Regions from separate parts of the Mus musculus genome. Here regions 1 and 2 are each linked to region 3. A link is a contact called in public Hi-C and HiChIP or PLAC-seq data. All regions are on one chromosome and are shown on one strand. Each heading gives the region's core, a stretch centred on a gene start, on an enhancer-like site or on the middle of the called end of the contact. The rest is flanking DNA. Distances are from core to core; before and after follow the strand shown. Region 1 holds the start of Eri1 (exoribonuclease 1). Region 2 overlaps 1700015I17Rik (a long non-coding RNA gene). Region 3 overlaps Mfhas1 (malignant fibrous histiocytoma amplified sequence 1).

Region 1 (2,700 bases), core at 178-2,677, 110 kb after region 3:
TTTTTAAAAATAAGCAAGCAGAATTTGAGACTGGAAAAGTGATTTTTCTTCTTTTTATGGTTAGATGCACTGGCTGCCTTTTTAGAGACCCCGGTTCAATCGCCAGTGTGTGAGAAATACCAAGTAAGAGTCTTGTCTTATGACAAGTGTTTAACCATGACCAAGGCAACTCTTAGAAGGATAGCGTTTAATTGGGGCTGGCTTATAGGTTCAGAGGTTCAGTCCATTATCATCAAAGTGGGAGCATGGCACCATCCAGGCAGGCATGGTACAGGAGAAGCTGAGAGTTCAACATCTTGCTCCAAATGCAAACAGGAGAAGACTGACTTTCAGGCAGCCAGCATGAATGAGGGTCTTAAAGCTCATGCCCACAGTGACAGACTTCCTCCAACAAGGCCACATCTACTAATAGTGCCACTCCCTGGGCCAAGCATATTTAAACCACCACAAGTCTTTTCTATGGATACTATAAAACTTGGGTTTAAGACAAAGAATTGAAATCTTTTTATCTTCCTCCACCTTGTGAGACTTTTAATGAAAATGTTTCGATCCTTCAGATCCAGAAAAACTACTGTTTACTCAAAGAACTGCTCCTTTATTCCAATGGCCCCTTTCCCCATCCTCCACTTCCTGTGCACCAATTCTTTTCAGACTAGCCAATCAAATCAGGCTGTGAAACAACGGGACCTCAAATCAGGAGGAAGAGACACACACAGGCCACACCCTAAGTTAAAATAATCACCAAACACACTTCCTGACTTGTATGTATTCACTCTTCGAGCATACCCGCTTGATAAAGAGTAAAGTTCATCTTGCCCAGACACTTAAGTTGGAATGGTAGTTTCTTCCTTCGCCTCTCAAAAACACCCACATGGCAACTCCCATGTTGGGTTCTAACTCCAATCCCAGGGACAACGCTCTCTTCAGCCTCCCTGGGGTACTGCACACACGCGGTGCAGACATGCTCGCAGGTAAAACACCCATAAACACAAGGGGGGGGGGTGGAGACGAATGAAAATGATTTTTAAAAACGTCCCCAAATGCCAAACAGCATTGGAAAGGATGCAATCCTGTAGATTTCAGCGTTGTGGAATCTAGACCCTAGGAACGCATCTGCAGAAGGGCATACATAGACTACACTGGTCGTTGTCAAAGCAGCTTCTGCTACAGTGGGGGAAAAAAAGTAAATAGATTTTGAGTTACTGGGAGGAAAGACCTTAGAACTTGCAGCAAACACTAATTAGGGCAGCTTCACGCGCGCATCCCAGGCAACCGGCGCAGCACCATTTTCGAACCTGCGGGCTACCCACGCCCACTTCCCCAAATCGCTCGCCTCCCGGGCTCTCTCCCGCCGCCGTCCTACCGCGCGCGCGCGGGGAGAAAAAGGAGGGGACCCGCCCACTGCGCCTGCGCGGCGTGACAACGCCACACGCTCCCGGAAGTAGGAGGCGTCCGGCGGAGTTTGTGTGGCGGCCGCCGCGGGAACGTGAAGCGCGGTAGTTTTTCAAGGGAGAGAGCGAGGCGGCTTCCCGCGGGTCTCGGTGGACCGACAGTGAGCGTCCGCGGCCGTCTCGCGGCCCGCGAGAGGCGGCATGGAGGACGAGCGGGGCCGGGAGCGTGGCGGCGACGCGGCGCAGCAGAAGACGCCGCGGCCGGAGTGTGAGGAGTCCCGGCCGCTGAGCGTGGAGGTGAGGTCGGGAGCTCGCGCGCGCGTGCGGGGCGGCCTCGCTCGCTCCCCTGCTCCGTCCTAGTCGGGGCGAGCATCGTCGGCCTCGAGAGGGAGGAGGTCAGGCGGGAAGTTCCGAGTGAGAATTCCGCGTAAACATTCGGCGCGCGCGGGCGCACTGCCGTTCCATCAGCCCCGTGGCGCTGATTGGCTGGGTTCTCTCCAGCGCCCACCCTCCCCGCCAGATGCGGCGGCAAGCCTTTCGGGGTGCTCGGACAGCCCGTGTCTTCCCAGCCCCAGACGGCCCACTGCCCTCTGCACCCCGAGGTGCATCTGTTCCCGAGAGGACCCTCCCCCGGTCTTTCCCCGTCCCCTACTGTCTCGCCCAGAACCCTGCCACGACCGGCTTTCTAAGTGATTTGCTACTTCCTCACGGCATGGGCAAGATCAGGAGATGATCCCCGGACTTCTGTTTTTCATCTTGATGAATTAGTGTTGGCTAGCGCCGCGGGTTGTGAGCGAGATGCTAAATTCTGTCGCTTTTTCGTAAGAGGAGTTGAGTACTGACACCCAGGTTATTCATTCATTGGCAGGGTAGAGAGATAGATGGCTTGGGTGTGAAAGGCTAGGCTCAAAAACCAAAATGTCAGAAGGTGGGTATTCCATAGAGGCGTCCCAATGCCTTTATTCTTTCCATTTACACCTTCGTGTAGTAGCCAGAATAGCCTTTTAAATATTATTTTTTAAAATGTGTGTGTGTGCGCAGGTGCCTCTGAAGACCAGGAAAGGAGGTATGGGTCTTGGGGAAGAGCAGAGTTTGTTCTTCATGGTTAAGCTGTCTATCAGGCCTCTAGAGTTTCCTTTTGACAGTCTGTGCCGAGGTTGCGCTGCGCATTCCGTGCCTTCTTCAGTTTGCCCCTCTGCTCAGTTCATATACACATCTTCGTCCACTCTGGCTTCCTTGTGTTCTTTTATCGTGGAGTGTTTTGTAACGTAAGGATCTTGTGCTCCTCTTGTCCGGAGCATGCTTCTCT
Region 2 (2,770 bases), core at 241-2,740, 100 kb before region 3:
TCCTCCTCATCCTCCACTTCTTCCACCTCTTCCTCCTTCTCTACTTCCTCCTCCCCCTTTTCCTCCTCCTCTTTCTTCTTGCCCCCTTGCTCTTCTCTACTAGGTTTTTGGGGCTAACTTTTTCTTCTAATGGTTTTATTTCCTTACCATGGGTTACTTTTTTCTCCCTTTTAATGAAACCACACGCATAGATCTTATGAAACACAGCTTTGCAGAACTGGCTTCCATAGTTGTATCTCATATTTAAAATGTCCATGTCCTCATCACTATTGTGTTAGAAACCCAATGTTTTGGCATTTGTAACAGAAAGCCACCCAAGTTTGGCACAGATGCCCCACAAAGCTGGATAGGCAACTTCATGTGGGCCTGGCCCTGTCCGAACTTTGCATACAGGGCTGTTCTTTTATTTCTCAATAGATGGAGTCATGCTTCCTGTCATGATAATGGCACCTAAGATCTGCCTACCATGCTGGTTTCTGCTGTCATTTCTCTTTACAGCTGCTTCAGGACCCTCCAGCCACACTCACTCCAGGTTCTGCGACTCTGTGATTCTATTCTGGAATCTCCACAGCTTTCCTATCCTTTCCTTCTGACCAAATTCTACATTCACTTTGAGGTCAGCCGGTGCGCATCACAAACCCTTGCCAACTCTTCTGCTTAGAGCAAGTCACTCTCATCAGCAGCACCCGCAGCACCCTGCCTCAGCAGATGCTTCCAAATGTGTCCCCTTCTGAGCCAGAGAGCTCAGTCGATAAGGCCTCAGAAGAGTTCCTGACACTCTGAGGGAACCACACCAAGCCTTTCAAGTGTTCTCCTGGGCTTCATCTTCTGTCTACATCACCCAGCCAAGATACCAGCCTGCCACTGAGCTCAGCAGATGTCCGTGGTATGAATGGATTCCGAGCAGACGGCACAAAAATGAAGAAGATGGGAGAATGGTTGGGAGCCACCCTCTAATAGAGGATTACATTTAAATACATTAAAGATGGGAGCTGTCGTATGGGTTAGCATAGCAACAATGACCTTATCATTTCCAAGCCGACAGTACAGATGGATGTTCTCATTGTCTTAAAAATAGGTCCACGATGATACCGCAGGATTGATGGATGGAAGTGCATGATTGACAATTGAAACTGGGATTGTGGCTATATTCAACCCAGGAAACTGGGGAATCTTGGGAAGGAATATTTAAAATCCAGACTCCCAAGTGCCTGTAAACCAATTAAACAATAGCAAGATGAGCTTTGCTAGGATAAGGGAGACCCTGGGTGACATTTCCAAGCCAAGCCTGGGCATAGCTGTTTTTCCACCCTGAGCAGCTGAGGTGCTTGCTCACGGTAGGGGGGGCAAAGAAAAAAACCGCTCATGTGTCACTCAACTGCCCTCTGGCCCCACGTGTGGGAATTTCTTTTAAAGATCTTAGTATGGGGGGACGATAGAATGAAAAGAGTCCGATTATCTACGGCAAGCCTAATTATAGCTTCAAGGGCGAGTACGCCAGGAAGGGTCACGTGACACGTTCCATCCGCGAGCACTGGAGAGCAGCTGCGAACAGGAGCAGTTTCCAATGACAGCCACCAGGTGGCAGAACAGAACGCAAACCTCTCTGCCTTAGAGGTCAGCCCTCATTTGCCCTTAGGTGAGCAGTTTTGTGACCTTAGAAGACTCAGTAGTGACTCCACTGAGACTGTGATTCAAGGCCTCCGTTTCACCCGTGACTTAATTTACATTCAAAACAAACAAACTTCCAGTAGAATGAACTACCTTTGAAGGATGGGACCTTGAGAGCTAATTGTTTAATTTCCAGAAATGTAACCTTTTAATTAGAATTAGAGTATACCAATTACACTTCCATAACGCATAATTAGTCAACTTACATTTAAATTAAGAAAATTGTCATCCTCTGTCCTAGTCTGTCATCAATGGGAGGAGAGGCCCTTGGTCCTGTGAAGGCTCTATGCCCCAGTATAGGGGAATGCCTGGACCAGGAAGTGGGAGTGGGTAGGTTGGGGAGTAGGGGGTGGGGGAAGGGGATAGGGGATTTTCGGAGGGGAAACTAGGAAAGGGGATAACATTTGAAGTGTAAATAAAAGAAATATCTAATTAAAAAAAAAGAAAAAATTGTTCTCTATCTTTTACTTTGTTACTTCCTGTGGTCTTGAGTCTGTGCTGTTTGTGGGGCTTGTGTGAGAAAAATACTGCGCAATGAGGTGCTAGCGCATGTCTCTTCTCAGGTTGGGAACTTGAATTTGGCCATGGGAAGCAATGCAACCTTGTGCTACAAATGTTCTCCTTTGTGGCTGGCTCTTAACCATTCTCTGACCACTAATGCATGAGCTATGAGGGAGATGACCAGATAAGCTTCAGTGGGGGACAGACAAGAGTAATAAGCCTTTAAATTTGTTTCAATAATAATTCAGACACAGCAAAACACATCAATAGAGAGCCAGACTGTAGTGAACATTCAGAATTTGGGTCTGTGTCCTGCTGTTCATGAGTCACACACTTCCGGCCACTGGTTCCTCATGCCCATTCCTCCTTCTGCCGAAAGGATATATTGGAACCTAATTTATATAGTTACTTCAAAGACTAAGAGAATTCATGCCCTGAAGTTGCGCCTTGACTGGCTGTATCTGCCAGCTAATTTTTTTGCTGGATTGGTTTTGTTTTGATCTTACAAGATAGGGTTTCTCTGTGAAGCCCTGGTTACCCTGGAACTCACTCTGTAGACCAGGCCGGCCTCAGAGATCTGCCTGTTTCTGCCTCCCAA
Region 3 (2,700 bases), core at 28-2,527:
GAGTTAGAAGTTCCTAAGGGAATGAGGACCAAGGAGCATGCCAGCTCTGGAGTCCATCATTAGCCCAACCCACAGCAGTGAACAGCGCATGGCCCCTCCTCCCAGTCACCCCAAATCTGATGATGGGAAAACAAACAAACAAAAACAAAAACAACACAGTGACTTAGACAGCAGCCGGATGACCCTACCCCAAACAGATTCCTTCAATGCACTTGATCTGACCTCCTCTTTTACAAGCACCATGGCTCAAAATACATAGAACAAAAGACTGGCTCTGGGCAGCCATAAAGAACCGCAGCAGCCTGCTCCATACATAATTCATGATGCTAAGAGAGCAGCCATCAACATCATTTATCCTTTCCATATCTTAAATCGGGCAAAAGTTAGCAGATACTATTTATAAAGTCTCTTATTTCCATAGGAACCTGCCAGTTGTAAGAAATAGGACCACTTACAAAGCTAAGACCACAAATCTTCTGGAATGTATGCACCATCCATCAGAGCAGGGAGGCTAATAACCCTAAATAAACCAATTAGGTCAGCGGTCCTGTGGAGACCAATGTTATCAGATCACTTCTGCTTTTCTGTTTTTTAAAATAAATGGCCCAGTTTTCATCTCACAGTGGTCAAAGTTGATCCTGAGCTGTACGCTCAAATCAAAGGGTCTGGCATTTGACATGACAGTTAAGGACAGTTAAAGAGAAGCCTGAAGAGAGGGCCCTGACTGTGCCCAGGGTCAGAGGACTCAGTAGAGCTCAGGTCTGCCCTCTTAGCATCCTGGACTCTGTATCCTTGGTCCCCAGGGACGCTCTGGGGCCTTTTCTATTCATTCCGTCTGAATGAGCACGAGTAGCCACTGGACTTCATTCTCACTCAGTTCTAATCCATCTTCCTCGCAGAGCGTCTACGAAATGCAAACCCAGCAGTTCCAGCTGACTGTTCAATACCGACTTCCACTCACGGGGAAAAAATCACCAGGTCTTATTTTAACATTAGATGGAGCTGCCAAGAGTTCTCTTCTAACCAAATACATAAAATAGGTACATACCACATTCACATCGCAGGGGTGTTGGTGACTGAATCCTTCAGCTCCTAGCATGTCTGCAACCCTCATCCTCCCCATAGAGCACTGTGAAACGCTGCAGGCAGGCATTTTTCTGGATGTCTTTTTGTGCCCTGCCCACCTGGCTCCAGATGGATGCTTTCCTCAGGCCTCTCATGTCTCCAAAGGCCTTGGAATTGATTGCAGAGCACTGTAGCTGTTTACTGCCTGCTCGTCTTCCCCAGCTGCCGCCTTACTCTCCTCTGACAGGGCATAAGCTGCCTGTGCCTATCATTACAGAGCCCTAGCCCATGTCATAGTCCAGTCTCTACACTGAAACAACCGCATGCATTTCTCACGTCATTTCATTCTTCCTTCGGTTAATCCCCCACTTTTGACAGGTGGAAGCTATTGTTTTTCTGATCACAAAGATTGTAGGCTCTGGGGGACAGCCTGGCTTCTGCTACGGCCGTACGCCCAAGATATTTAGCCCTCTCAAGTGTCAGTGTTACTTATCTGTGAACAAAGATCACAGTAATCATAGCCTACATTGATTGAGTGTTTACCATGTAATAGAAACTGTACTAGAGCCTGGGTGCCTATTCATTTATTTAATCCTCACGACCTCTAAGGACATAACGACACGGGTGTGAAGGCTTTGGAACAGAGAGAATTTTCCTCTCGGTTTCAGATGAAACTGAGACTTTCAGATGCCAAGTAGTTTCCTAAAGGTCCCAGCCTGTGGCTTTGGACTTCAGGTAAACAGAAAGGAAACAAGGAATGGCTCTTTTCCCTGGTGCTACATTTGCACAAAGCAAGAAAACTATACAGCAATTCTCTCTCATCTCTGGCTGCAGTAAGGGAGACACTTGTTCTGTGTCAACTTCCATAGGAAACCATGTGGACTCCAGACAAAGACCAGATCCTTTACAGAAATGATCTGGGTCAGAGGACGGGTGATGGCCAGAGGGAGGGATGAAGCAGAGAGCTATTCAACGCACAGCTAACACACAGCCAGGCTCCAAGCATAAAATGATCCATGGAGCGCATGCTTCAGCATCCTCAGAGGCGAGAGAGCATGTGTCCATGCCCGGCTGTGAACAAAGCCACCGACACACCACCAGATTCTTCAAAGGCAAATATTTGTCCACGGCTAAAGAATGGAGTTCTTTTCTAACAAAGAACAATGGACACCATTCTACCTCCTTATTCTCCCTCTCTGGTTCTTAGTGAGTTATGATCTCAATGGAGATCCCCCATGAATAAGCGTGGCTGGCATCACAAATGGCACTGTAAATCAGAAGGTTTATGGACTGTAAAAAGATGGGTGGTTTGAGGATCTGGACCCTGCAGCTTCTTCCTGCCTGCAGAACACCTGAGGCTGGAGACACAGCAATTTATCTGGTCCTGGAAACAAGTCACCTGTTCCATTTTGGGTTTTTTTTGGGGGGGGGGGAATGTTGTTATTGTTGTTGTTGGGGATTTTTGGTTTTGTTTGTTGGTTTTGGCTAGGTGAGAGAATTTTAACAGCTCTAGTAATCACCAAGATGCAGCCAGCCCTCCTATTTGGCTAAGCATGACTGCAGTATGTTCCGGAGAAGCTCAGCCTCATCCACAGAGCTCCAGAAGAGGCTGCAGAGGAGACGACTCTTGCTAGA

What was found. Hi-C and Micro-C count contacts between places; a contact is called where the count stands out from the background. HiChIP or PLAC-seq counts read pairs in DNA pulled down with a chosen protein or histone mark.
Region 1: a Hi-C map of forebrain shows a contact between it and region 3, with 4 times the contacts expected there. The contact joins the promoter of Eri1 here to the enhancer-like site in region 3. A contact is called at or near these places in 5 of 39 promoter capture datasets (fetal liver, hematopoietic stem and progenitor cells, hippocampal neurons and 1 more), 2 of 15 datasets of contacts at CTCF or cohesin (CD8 T cells and the NIH/3T3 cell line), 22 of 484 Hi-C or Micro-C datasets (the C2C12 cell line, CD4 T cells, CD8 T cells and 17 more), 8 of 115 datasets of contacts at active chromatin or transcription factors (CD8 T cells, PVALB interneurons, bone marrow-derived macrophages and 5 more) and 1 of 9 other capture datasets (adipose tissue).
Region 2: an H3K4me3 HiChIP or PLAC-seq map of forebrain shows a contact between it and region 3, with 3 times the contacts expected there. The contact joins two enhancer-like sites. A contact is called at or near these places in 7 of 39 promoter capture datasets (the 3T3-L1 cell line, 3T3-L1-derived adipocytes, liver and 2 more), 2 of 15 datasets of contacts at CTCF or cohesin (CD8 T cells and large pre-B cells), 55 of 484 Hi-C or Micro-C datasets (the 3T3-L1 cell line, 3T3-L1-derived adipocytes, the AtT-20 cell line and 39 more), 18 of 115 datasets of contacts at active chromatin or transcription factors (CD8 T cells, bone marrow-derived macrophages, craniofacial prominence and 14 more) and 3 of 9 other capture datasets (embryonic tail, liver and pancreatic islet).

Annotation. Positions count from the first base shown.
Region 1 is chr8:35,494,260-35,496,959 of GRCm38.p6, reverse strand. It overlaps Eri1 (exoribonuclease 1), which reads left to right and starts at 1,427. Exons shown (of 7, transcript NM_026067.3): 1 at 1,427-1,688. The coding sequence starts at 1,593. Gm51568 (a long non-coding RNA gene) reads right to left here and starts at 1,434. Exons shown (of 2, transcript XR_003947532.1): 1 at 1-1,434.
Region 2 is chr8:35,706,826-35,709,595 of GRCm38.p6, reverse strand. It overlaps 1700015I17Rik (a long non-coding RNA gene), which reads left to right. Exons shown (of 3, transcript XR_378890.3): 3 at 499-1,605. Among named protein-coding and RNA genes, the nearest start is that of 1700015I17Rik, 11 kb to the left of the region's middle. Within about 2 kb of position 1,490, at least 46 of the 459 cell types and tissues checked have an H3K27ac peak or open chromatin away from gene starts, as enhancers often do. A contact at or near this core is called in the AtT-20 cell line, cerebellum, forebrain and 1 more, where this site is marked.
Region 3 is chr8:35,605,773-35,608,472 of GRCm38.p6, reverse strand. All of the region lies in intron 1 of Mfhas1 (malignant fibrous histiocytoma amplified sequence 1), which reads right to left. Among named protein-coding and RNA genes, the nearest start is that of Gm16793, 18 kb to the right of the region's middle. Within about 2 kb of position 1,277, at least 42 of the 459 cell types and tissues checked have an H3K27ac peak or open chromatin away from gene starts, as enhancers often do. A contact at or near this core is called in the AtT-20 cell line, PVALB interneurons, cerebellum and 4 more, where this site is marked.